Linked DNA regions of Anas platyrhynchos: region 1 is linked to region 2. A link is a contact called in public Hi-C data. All regions are on one chromosome and are shown on one strand. The core of a region is the stretch at or near the end of the contact, and the rest is flanking DNA. Distances in the headings are between cores, read along the strand shown.

Region 1 (5,716 bases), core at 535-3,034, 60 kb before region 2:
CAATAGAGTTGTGTTGAAGTCAAAAGATTTAATTCAATCAAATCTTGTTTTTAAGAGGAGGTTTGTTACAGCAATTGTTTTTATCATAATAATACAGTAAACCAGCGCTGCAGAATTCTTACTTGGTGATTTAGATTGTACTTAGTGGGGTCACCAGCATCTTTCCAAAGGTCTCCACAAATTGTGCTCTTCCCCATTACTTTTTCCTATTTTTATTCTTCCTTGAAAAGAAACTAGTATTTGATCTTCTGAAAATCAACCGTGTCAGGAGTATAACTTACGGCTTTAAATACTCCTTAAAAAAATACAAATAAATCCTGTTTGATTTAACTGCCAACATACTCAAACGTAGAAATAACCTACCTCAAATAACCTGGCTTGTATCTGGCTGAGATCATTCTTCGCAGCTGCTATTTATGAACCTTCCATTGGTGTTGTCTTAACTGATGTCCAGTAGTTGTGGCAAGGAAGCTAATAAACCTGTGTTCAGTTCTTGGTTAATTTGCTTTTGCTACTTCTTTGCATGGTGATATGCTACTTACATTTATAGGAAGTAAAGTTTTTTTCTCAAGATGCTTGTATGAACATTTTGTATGCGATGTTATGGAAATACTTCTGCTTAGGCAGGAAACAGGACAGCTGGGGACATCTGTGGGGGAATTCTTTAACTGAAAGCTCATCATTTTCTTAAAGAGAGCTTGAAATCCTTCAGTAGAAAAGTCTGGAAAGTATTACAAATAATATTTATTAATGAGTTGACAGTTTCTAAGATATTTCAGTAGCCTTCATTTTTGTCTGCTTGTGAATGTTGCTAATATCAGAAACACTTAAATTATTAAAAATGGAATGTTTATACTTATTGCAAAAATAGATTGTGCTGTATTTTTTTCAAATATTAACTAGTAAAACAGGAATATAAGAAATGCTTCCAGTTGGAGAATAAGGACTGAACTTAAAATGCCAGTTTCAAATTATTCTGCTCCAAATAAAACAGCAGGCTTGAAGACTTTGCTTTTTTTTAGCTGTAAACACGCGCTACTTGTGTAACCAGTATAAAATCAAGGCTTACTTCTTTCTGCAAATAGTACTGCACAAAACACCTCCTGTTCTACCAACTTGTCAAACTAAGTTTTGTCACTTTTGGAGGGGAAAAAAAAAGTCCTTTGTGCTGGGAAGGACATCTTGGCTATGAGGTAGGTCAAGGAAGTTGAGATGCCTATGGAAAGTGCAGTGAATGTTCTTGCTGCATTTGTTAGCAGCATAAGTAGGGATGTTTGTAGTCAGGGATCTTACATAGGGGTTTTAGTCTTCGCAGTGTGTTGCAGGTATTCCCTGGAGAACGCTACTGTTATCGGCGGTATCTGCTCCTCAAGAAAGTTCCTGTTGTGTTTCCCCTGTCCCCACCCAGCTATGCAAAATGGAAGTCTGCTGCCTTCGCAGTGGTTTGTTAGCTCAAGGAGAAGAGACCTATGGGAACACCAGTTGTGGAGAAAGATGCATGACTATTTCCAACCCCACTCTATAGGAATTACTATATGGGCCCGCAGCAGGCAGGACAAACACCTCATGATGAGAGCAGTGGTGCCTGTCAGGCAGCCTTTGCCACAGTGGTCTTCAGTTGTGCGGCCTGGTTAGGAGCCATGGGGACAAGAAGCCCCTTGACTCCCAGGCCTGTGCAGCCAGGAGTGAGAGGGACGCGTGCCTCTGGAAGGGTGGGGACTGATGTCTTGTGGCTTACAAAAGCTCTGGGCGCTGCCCTGTTCTGGTTTGTTTCCCCTTGGCAGGACTTTGCATGAGCTCTACTGGCTTGCCTTCGGGCCCGATTCAGCGGGCCGAGACAATGGTGTGCAATGTTCTAGGCATGTCCCCGGGGAGCAATGTTTGCTGCTTAATAACAGGAAAACTGTTTATCATAACAGGAAATACAGAAATAGTTCCCTAACTGTGACATGGTGACTGCTTCTAATTGTATGATAAGTGTATTTTTTGTGTGTCTTTGGAGAAGAGGACTCTGAGCAGCATGTTAGAGCTGGGCTGTGGAGCCTGGCATGCTGTATTGTGCCTTGCGCTTTCACTGAGGCACAGAAGATTGAATTCACATGGATGATTTTATCTGGAGTGGTTCTTCTGAGATGCTGCTTCATTCTGTTGACCAGCAGATTGAGTTTTATCAATGGGGTAGCTTTAAAGTCCTTTTTCAAGGTTAATTTTACCCATGTTTAGCTATGCCGGTATTCATTAAGGCATGCTATGCTGCTGCTACCGCCTCCTAAAAGACAGTCTTCTAAAGTTGTGAGCTTCTGTCTGATTTTGATGGCTTCTTAAATTTTCCTTCTTTCTGCAGAGCTGTCACTTCATGTTAATCATGTTGATAAGTGTAACGATATAGATACTGACCAAGTATAACATACCTTCCCTTACATGGTCTTTTAGACTTACCAGGGCAGTCCTCTGCAATATGATAAATGTATGTCTCTATTCTGTTGTTAATCTGTACTATCATTTTCATCTACTTTTTGCCCAGTAACTACTCATGTGGGTTTTCTTGAGTTATGGGAAAAGCCTAATTTAGCACTGAACCTGAGCTCATCAAATGAAGTCAATGAAGCTGGGGAGGAGCAGTGTGCTGGGCTGCCGGTTCTGGGCTGTGATTAAAACCAACCCAGATACTGCTTGAAACAAGGTCATTAGGTGATGCTGTAGGGAACAATGTTAAAAATGCTAGCATAGCATTTTCTATCTGGCTCCTAAGAGCTCGAAGATTGATTCTTGAAGGGATTTGTGAAGTCAAACAGCTACTGTAACCTTTATTTTTCTCAATTCATTTTTAGCCTAAGAGCTTGATCATGCTTATATCAGCACTGATTATTTATTTATGGGCAGAACTCATGTTCTAGCTTGATCTCTGAGTTGTTTTATACTTTTTTTTTTTTCTTTTATACTGAAACATTAGTGACTTCTCTAAAACATGAATCTGCACATTCCAGAGTAATAATCTGGGTGCTAGCTATTTATTTTACAATTTGAAGCTGTGAACTGTGCTCATCTATTTTATAAGAAATATATTTAAATTGAACTCTGTGATCATCTTTTGGTAGGTAAAATATGACTACAAACAGCGCAGCAGTCACTGTAGTGCTTTCTGTGTGCTCAGAACTGCTATCACTTAGCTTTTTAAAGAACAACATCAGTGAATTTGAGTGTAATCTTGGATGTGTTTGTCTTTAAATGAATGTAGAGTTTCACAAACACAGGAAGCTATTGCTGGATATATTCAGAAGCAATCTTGGCACAAAGACAAGAATACAAAATATAACTAACACTCTGGGGGCTCTTTAAATCCCCATTGCCTGCCCTACTTTTTCTTCCATAATATCCTTTAGGCAGCGTTTCAGTGCTGTGCTCAAATCCAGTGGCATTTGTTACAGTCATCTAACATCAGTTCATACTAGTGTGATTGAATAAATAGCTTCTGAGTTCACTCAACAACAAAATTCCTCTCTCTCCATCCTAGATAACTGCAGATACTATATAAGAAATGATGTTGCATATTAATGTGTCGGTCCTGTGGTGAAAATGTATTTTACAGGTCTCTTCTATACAGTCCTTTTCAAGGAAACATTATCTTTCCCTGCAAGTTACTGAGCCTAATGGGGACTCTGAAAGACTTCAAGCAGTTCAGAAAAACTAGTGCGAAGTAGCAAATTCTTGGATCAAACATTAAGCTGAGCTGATAAATGTTCTGGTGGTTAACTAATCATATGCTGGTATGAAGGAAGAATTGCAACTTTAGTTGTGCCTGCCACTGATTCAAGTTTGGTGATTCATTTTAGGTTCCAAATTCATTACAGGGTTTTTTGTTTTGTTTGCATTTATGGCAACAAAGTAGAGCTCTAGAGTAAGTAAGCAGAAAGTGCCTTTCATACTTAAGGACTTAATTCTAAAAGCTGTGAGACCTGAGTTTGGGATTTCATTGAAGTTCTTCCTACAATTGGTTGAAATGACCCTAGGTTTTAAAAGCTAAGTTTGACAGATCTAGAATAAATTTGATGTCAAAAATTGAGCCTGTTAGTTTATTACTTACAAATCCAAGTAAGAGAGTGTCTCTCCCAGTTACTTGATATGTTTATCCTGAGCATGCTTACAATGCTTGATAGCCCTTTGGGATGGAATCATTTTAAAAATTATTTGAAAAAAAAAAAAAAGCTGTCTAAATGTCTGGCTTCTCAGCACATAGCAGACTACTGTATGTATGTGAGAACAGAAGAAAAAACTTCCCCTGCTAGCTTGTTAGTGTCTGCATGAAAAAACGTGATGTGAAGGCAATTATAGGCAGGGATCTAATCTATGTGAGGTCAGATCAGGTTTGAACTAGAAGAGAAGGTACCATGACAAGCATGCAGGGGACTGTGCTATGGTGAGACTTGAGACAGTCGAAGTATGGCAAAGTGCTTTTTATGTCTTGGTAGCGATTACTTTGCTTCTGCAAGGAATGATGTAAATGGTTTCTGAAGTTTTTTTTTCCAGTCCTATATTTGTGATGCTGAGCATCGCAGTCAACAAAGAGCTGGACTCAAGCATTAGGGAAGGAATGAGTTCAGGCATTGAAACTCAGATAGCTCCTTCCTTTCTGGCTGCGTTTCAGCCCTTTCACTCCCTGGCGTGTGTGAGAACTTGGAGCCACAAAAAGGGTGGACTTGTCATTTTTCCCTCTGGTACTGTGTGAGGGTTTCCTACACACACCTACTTGCATGTACATATGTATAGCAGGGCTTCTTTCCGTGACCCCACCCTCTGGAAGTCTTTTCCCAGATGTGAAGTTATCTTAATGTCTGCAAACAGGCCAGCTGGCAGTCCTGAACGTATTCAGGAAGGATGCAGAGTTGGGGAAAAGGGATTGGGATTTCTACTGGGGAGGCAGTTAGTGGGGTCTGGGAAAGATTTGCAGATGGTGCGAACTAACCATGGCAGGACTCCTTGTTCCAGTTGACTCTGGGGCCTGACTTTGCAGACCCAAACTGAAGCAGGAATGTCAAAAATACGTACCTATGGCGAAACAGTAGAGGGCACCAGACAACAAGGACCAACGTCTTGTACAAGTAGAAATGGAGAGTGAAGGTTGTGGCGAAGAAACGGGAGCAGAGTGTGAAGAACACCAGTCTTCCCTTTGCTTGGCTCTCTGGGCGTTTCAAGGATGACAAAGCACAGCTGCAGCTATAGGAAGGTATGCAGAAAAAAGAGGACTCCTTCAAATGTCTTTTTGCTTACCTAGAGCAACACCTGAAAAAGAAACTTAATAAAATGTAAACTCCATACATAAACATAATTGCTAGCTCCTAAATGTAGTGCTTTCTTTTCTTTGCTTCAGAAACTGGAGAATCCAATGATTTATGGTTGCCTGTGGGGGGTGTATGAAGAACTGGTTTTAGCAAAATACACATGCCTAAACCAAGGATAACGGAAAGAGATCTGACAAGCTTTAACTTGGTCCTCATTGACCAAGACTGCAGCACACCGTAACACATCTTCATGCAATTGCTTTCCATCATGTTGTCATCTTTGTGCTTAAAAATGGATGACTCCCTGCATTTTTAATGTGCATCAGGGCTTGATTTATCAGTGTACATACAGCCACTCTATCTCAGGTCATAATACATATGCTCTAGGCGTTAGGCATTGTTTTGATTTTTATTTCCCTCCCCACCCCACCCACTAT
Region 2 (5,811 bases), core at 187-2,686:
CTTTAGGGATGTGCCATCGAGCAAAGAGAAGGCAGTCGTCAGTCCCCAGCAATTGCACAGACCTTGTCACCACTGCCTCTCCTGTCCTCCAGTCCCAGCAACCTGCTCCTTCTCCTCCCGTTCCTTTTCACTTTCCAGTACCTCCACAGACCCCAACCACTTTGCCCCTGCTGCTGCCACCTCCAGTTGTCCCAGTGCTTTTGCAAGGACAGCGTGGAAGTCCAAGGTACAGTTTATTGGCCTGTGCTCCTCTCCACGCCTCACTAACTGGCAATGGATATCTCACCTCTTACACTGCATCTTTAAGCACAAAAACATATATTGAACACAAATCTATTTACAGGATTACACCATTCTTGCTGTAAGTTACTTGTTAATCATTTTTCCTCATTTTCTCCCCTCTGCCCTACATTTAGCAATTTGTTTTAAAATAATCTGTGTAAAATATTTGTAAAATTAAGAGAATTGCTTTTTATAGTTGATGCTACTGCACGGACTTTTGCATGCCAAGAAGATCTAAGCTCCTCTTGAAAGCTAACTAGATGAGGTCTTCAAGATACTTTCAGTTACATTCAGTCAAAGCTCTCTAAAATGAAGGAATACAAATTTTGCTTTTCATAAAGGGCACATTCTACAAAGACTGTTTTGCGTGCATCTGTTAGCACTACAGCAGAGATCTTGAGATAATTAACAAAGACATGATAAAAACGTGATGCACAAGATTTGGTTGCCAATGTCTCCATACATTATTACCATTCTGTGACTCTGAAATGTGCTATTAATATGTGTCTTCAATTTCTCTAGTTAGTTCTAGGGTCTTCTGCTTACAATTAAAAGTTAATTCAGTCTAAATCAGTCTTACTGCTTCAGAAATCTACTTCTCAACATTTTTTCTAAAGCAAGGATCATCATATTTCAATATAGACCCTTAGATAGAACCCTAATGTAGTCCTAAAATAAAATACTTAGGCAAGATATAGCCATCTAAAATGTTTTACAGCATTTATTGTGGGTGACATTATTAACTTTTGTTTTACTGTTACGAAATTACAAATTCTGTGGACGTGAATGAGAACACAGACGTAAACTGCTGAGGCAACAGAATTCCAAACTACTTCAAACTGCGAAATGGCAGATTACAGAACTAGGAAACGCATATCTTTTTTTTTCCCAAACCACCTAAATTCTTGTATTTTACCCCTTTTGCATCACTAAACCAGTACAAGAGAAGCACAGACAGTCAAACAAATAACGAAGCAGCATTCAGATCCCTCTCTGAAAACTGAGAATACTTGCCTTGCCTTCTTCAGTGCCAGATGTTAATACTCAGATAACATGTACACGTTATCTACAGGGCCATGCACACAGTCCAAACCACAAAAGCAGCCTATTTGCAGATGCGCAAAGGGTGAGCTACACTTAGAAGTAAGACCCACCACCACACACCCTCTCCCTTTTGGTATGATTTTGCATTCTTCTTTGGCGTGCTAGTAGGCCAGGCCCATACTGCGGCTGACACATGCCACCTAGTGGCATAACTCTGAATAAAATACCATTTATTGCAAAATTAAACACAGTAATTATTCAAACCAGCTACAAGATCTTTGAGAGATACTGCTGAGATAAGCCCTCAGCATAAATAGGCTTGTTGCTGTAACTTCTTACACCAGAAGTCTTATACAAGCTATAAAGAAGTTTATGCAGCCAGTTTATTCTTGAACTCCTAAGCTGCAATGGGACAAGTAAATATACACTCAAGAAAAGAATCAGCTCATGAATTTCGTAAGGGTACGATACAGACCACAGGGTACAGTTGTCAATTTTTAACCCTATTCTTTGAAAAGAGAAGTAGAAAGAAAAGTATATCTGAAAAAGTAACTGACTGTGATTTTAAGGCGGCTTCATGCCTGTAAGGAAGGGAAATGGATCACAGGGATTCAGACAACCTTGGTTATTTAAGATCCCACAAACTTTTACTTAATTTAGGAAAAAAAGGACAGTAGTGCTTGATACCTTTGCTCATACTTCTGTGCTCCTCTTACCTAATAATGCAAGAAATACTCCTTCTGGCTATTGTTTAGGGACTTGTTCATAGTGCTCCTCAGTCTCCTGACCACTTGTCTTTCATAGACACTTAAATAAATCTCCATAAAACAGATAGTGAAAACAAACAGGCTCTTCTTTTGGCAAAAAAGTGTTAGTGGAAGACACCCTTGAACTCCTTTTTACGCCCTTTCTCTTTTAAATACAGAATGAAATTAATACATTCAATCTACACTTCCCTATCATGTGCTATGCTCGAGAACTGGGAAGGCCAACAAAAGTACGGGTCTTAGTGCTGTTTAGAACAACAGTACACTCACCTGCTGGGGCAAAGAGAGGGAGAAAGTCCTTAGCTCCTCTTCCTGCTCTCGCAACTATTTATGTGGTTTCCATTAAGCTGTCACTAGATGAAAGAAAAAGCCTTCCTAAACCCAAGGCGACTATCCTCAGCGTTAAACTCCATCTCACCACCTTGCAATTCCCTCTGTATGCAAGGGTAACTTTGACAGAAGAGGTAAAGTCTACACTCACTCACTCCTTAGAGCACTGGTTGATGTATTTTTATTTATTTTCAATTGAGAGATGTGGGTTTGAGCCTCTTCAGGAAATTAATGTGTGTGTCTCAGGTGATACCTATGCTAGCAGCCAGCACAGCCCAAGAGCAGCAGGTCTCTGTGGAACACCAGAGCTGGTAGTGAGTACCTGACATCCCCTCTCACCTATTTTGATATTTTTACTTCAGATCAGCTCTAGTGTGGTTCTTTGGTAGTGGCTGAAGCACACTGGTGTCCCCCTGGACCACAACTTCTGTTTTAGATTGATCTGAAGGAAATCCAGTTCACGTGCTATGAGACTGTTGCACAGTGCACATCACAGGGGCAGGAACTGGGCGTGACTGGAAGATGCTTCTCCTTTGTTACAGGCATACGCAGCCATTGGGTAGCACATCTTTTTCCCCCCAAAAAATTAAAAATAGCTTACCTGAGTCTGGAGTCTTTGAAGGTGTCTAGGTATGAAGGATAGCTCCAAGTAATGTTGCTCCCCTTGCAGCGCAGTTCTATGCTTTGTCCCGCGGACAGGCTCAAAGTGGCAGCTAGTTTCTGGAAGCGACCTTTATCCATCACCTGCATCAGTATGGACTGCGACTTGGAAGAGGAGTCAGCAGATTCTCTCTCCTTCATTTTGGGGCCTTTGGGTTTTACTTTTTTATTGACAGGCCTGATTTTGTTTTCCCCTGGTTCTTTTGGATGTTTATTTTTTGCAGACTGTCCAATAACTGGTAAAATAAGGAAAAGAAGACAACATTATTGATTAGAAACAGGTTATACAGTCTTCTTGCAAAACAATTCTCCGTTATTATCACAGAGAATATTTTGATCTTCCTATAAAAGATTCACAAATATGATTAAGAGTTAATTTCCATAAGTTTTTGAAGTCTCTGACATGACTCATTTTCCTGGAAAGAAAAAAAAAAAAAAAGAGAAAGCTTTCAATAACATGTGGAAAATCTATACTTACAGGTCACATAAACAGACAAATATGTAAGGCATGTGAACTTCTCAGATGGTACAGGAAAGAAAGACAGCATTTTTCCCTCCTGTTACTTTTGTCATTGCTACCTCCTATCACTGCCATTTAGTATGCAATGCTACACAAGTCCCCCATCTTTATACATATTTATCTCTTTATACACATTTATCAGTTCTGCACAGCTTTTTCACAGACCGGGTTACTGTAAGAGAAACGTGAAGAAAAACTGGGAAGTCACCTGAAGGCAGCATTTAATTCATCACTTCTCTATTATGGCCACTTATCGTGGAAACTGAAGTCTCATTTAGAGGCAAATGGTAGGAGATTTCATTACCTGCTAGAGGCAATAGGGATGCTCAGCAGCCTTTAAAAACTAAGCAAATGAAATGGAAAAGAGAGGTATCTCAAACTGACTATCACAAAGTTACCCTTTTTAGGAAAACAAACAACTAACCCCCAGACTCAAATGCATATGGGATCAAGCTCACTGTGCTGACTTCTTGGGTGGAAAGGTGTAAAATGCTTTTGAGCTTCAAAATTCCTCTGCAAACTCCTCAAGATCTTTTTGATGACCCTTTCTTTGACTTGCCTCAGTGCCTCACCCCTATGCAAGGCATGCCAAAACAGCACAACAGCAACACTCCACCTCTGCTCGACATTGCCTAGCCATGCCAGGCATTCCCCACATGCAGTCACACAGCAAAGAGCAAGGTAAGTCACCAGCATTTCCATAGTTTAGCACCCCTGTAGGTTGATAGCAGCCTTTGAAATAAATTAATTAATTAATAACGAAGATATTCACACTTTAACTGACAGTGGAAAGCATGGATCTTTTGTGAGATGAGCTTAAAACTGCACAACATCCACAAAGCGTGCCTGACAGCTAACTTGCACTGAGTGCAGGTTTTCCATGTACAAGTGCTCTGGTACCTTACTGTACAAACCAACCAACGAGCTCACCACGAAGAAGAAGAACTGGGAAATCTGATCTGAAACAAGAACACACCATTTGCTGCGAGGGTGGTCAGCCACAGGCTCAAGGTTGCCCAGAGGGGTTGAGGAGCCTCCCTGCAGCTGTGGAGATCTTCAAAACCCCACTGGGCATGGACCTACAGCCAGCCTGAGGTGACCCTGCTCACCCTGGGGCTTGGACTGGGTGATTCCAAGGGGCCCCTTCCAGCCCTTCTGTGCCCCTGCGATTTCAGCAGGGATTTTCAGCAACATTTCCTTCTAGTCCCACACCAACCCCAACACAAACTCCTGGAGGACAGAAATGGTGCAGACTCTGCCCCATGCCTTTGGAGCTCTTTGGACTCATACATAATAAGGATAGCTTCTGGAGAGGCATGCGTGCAGTTACTGAACTGCACACCCCCACCGTACATACATTTTCCCAATTCTAGGTTATTAACTCAGTGAAGTTGCTTGCAAAGATGCCTCACCACCTTAACACCAGCTACAAACAAGAGATCAGACAGCAACACTTTCCAAAGATGGTGACATTTTAAGACAAAGAGTAACATTGTATGATTGCTGGGCTGGAGACTGAAACATATATTTGTTTCTTCCAATTTTATTCTGTATCCATTTTGTAACTACTCCGAGCACAGGACCCTAGTAAGTGACATGTCACATACATTGCAGGGGCAGGTTGAAGGTATCAGGAGCTGACTTTCTCTGGGATCATCAAACAGAATTTCAAGATCAATTTCCAAAGACGCAACTTTTAAGCAATAATTCCTGAGCAGCAACCCACCAACGTGTGTGCAAAGTTGGTCATTTTTGCTGTGTGTTTGCTACCAACACCTATTTCAAGTCCTATTTTCACTGCCCAGTCCTTTAAAATTTGGAGATCCTTCTGCAAATCTTTACTGTTAGGTTTTGTTGTTTGTTTGTTTTTTCTGATGCAGGTTTATAAATCTGCTGAAAAGCACGTGCTTTGTCAATGTGCTCCAAAGCTAGTTCTTTATCATACCAATGAAAGATGTCTTCTAATGATTCTCTCCATAAAGATTTTGTCTATTACAGTGCCCTGTAGGATATGGCACGTACCAAAGTCCCTGATGGGGTCACAACATCACTATTTTCCAGTGAAGCCTGAGCACCTCTATAGAGGTGTGTAAACATGGACACATAAAAATAATCAAATTTTTAATTTACAGTTCTAGTTTCTGTAGGTGTTCTTTCTTACTGCCTGTTCCTACCAGTGTTAGGGTTTATAGCCATCTCTTCCTGTCC

The links. Hi-C and Micro-C count contacts between places; a contact is called where the count stands out from the background.
Region 1: a Hi-C map of subcutaneous adipose tissue shows a contact between it and region 2, with 4 times the contacts expected there. The contact joins two enhancer-like sites. A contact is called at or near these places in 6 of 8 Hi-C or Micro-C datasets (F1 follicle, F5 follicle, skeletal muscle and 2 more).

Annotation. Positions count from the first base shown.
Region 1 is chr4:21,247,114-21,252,829 of IASCAAS_PekinDuck_T2T, reverse strand. The region is part of intron 7 of MTUS1 (microtubule associated scaffold protein 1); the gene reads left to right. Among named protein-coding and RNA genes, the nearest start is that of PDGFRL, 67 kb to the right of the region's middle. Within about 2 kb of position 1,784, at least 1 of the 8 cell types and tissues checked has an H3K27ac peak or open chromatin away from gene starts, as enhancers often do. A contact at or near this core is called in subcutaneous adipose tissue, where this site is marked.
Region 2 is chr4:21,187,051-21,192,861 of IASCAAS_PekinDuck_T2T, reverse strand. It overlaps PDGFRL (platelet derived growth factor receptor like), which reads right to left. Exons shown (of 6, transcript XM_027456180.3): 2 at 3,025-3,319. Among named protein-coding and RNA genes, the nearest start is that of PDGFRL, 7.0 kb to the right of the region's middle. Within about 2 kb of position 1,436, at least 7 of the 8 cell types and tissues checked have an H3K27ac peak or open chromatin away from gene starts, as enhancers often do. A contact at or near this core is called in subcutaneous adipose tissue, where this site is marked.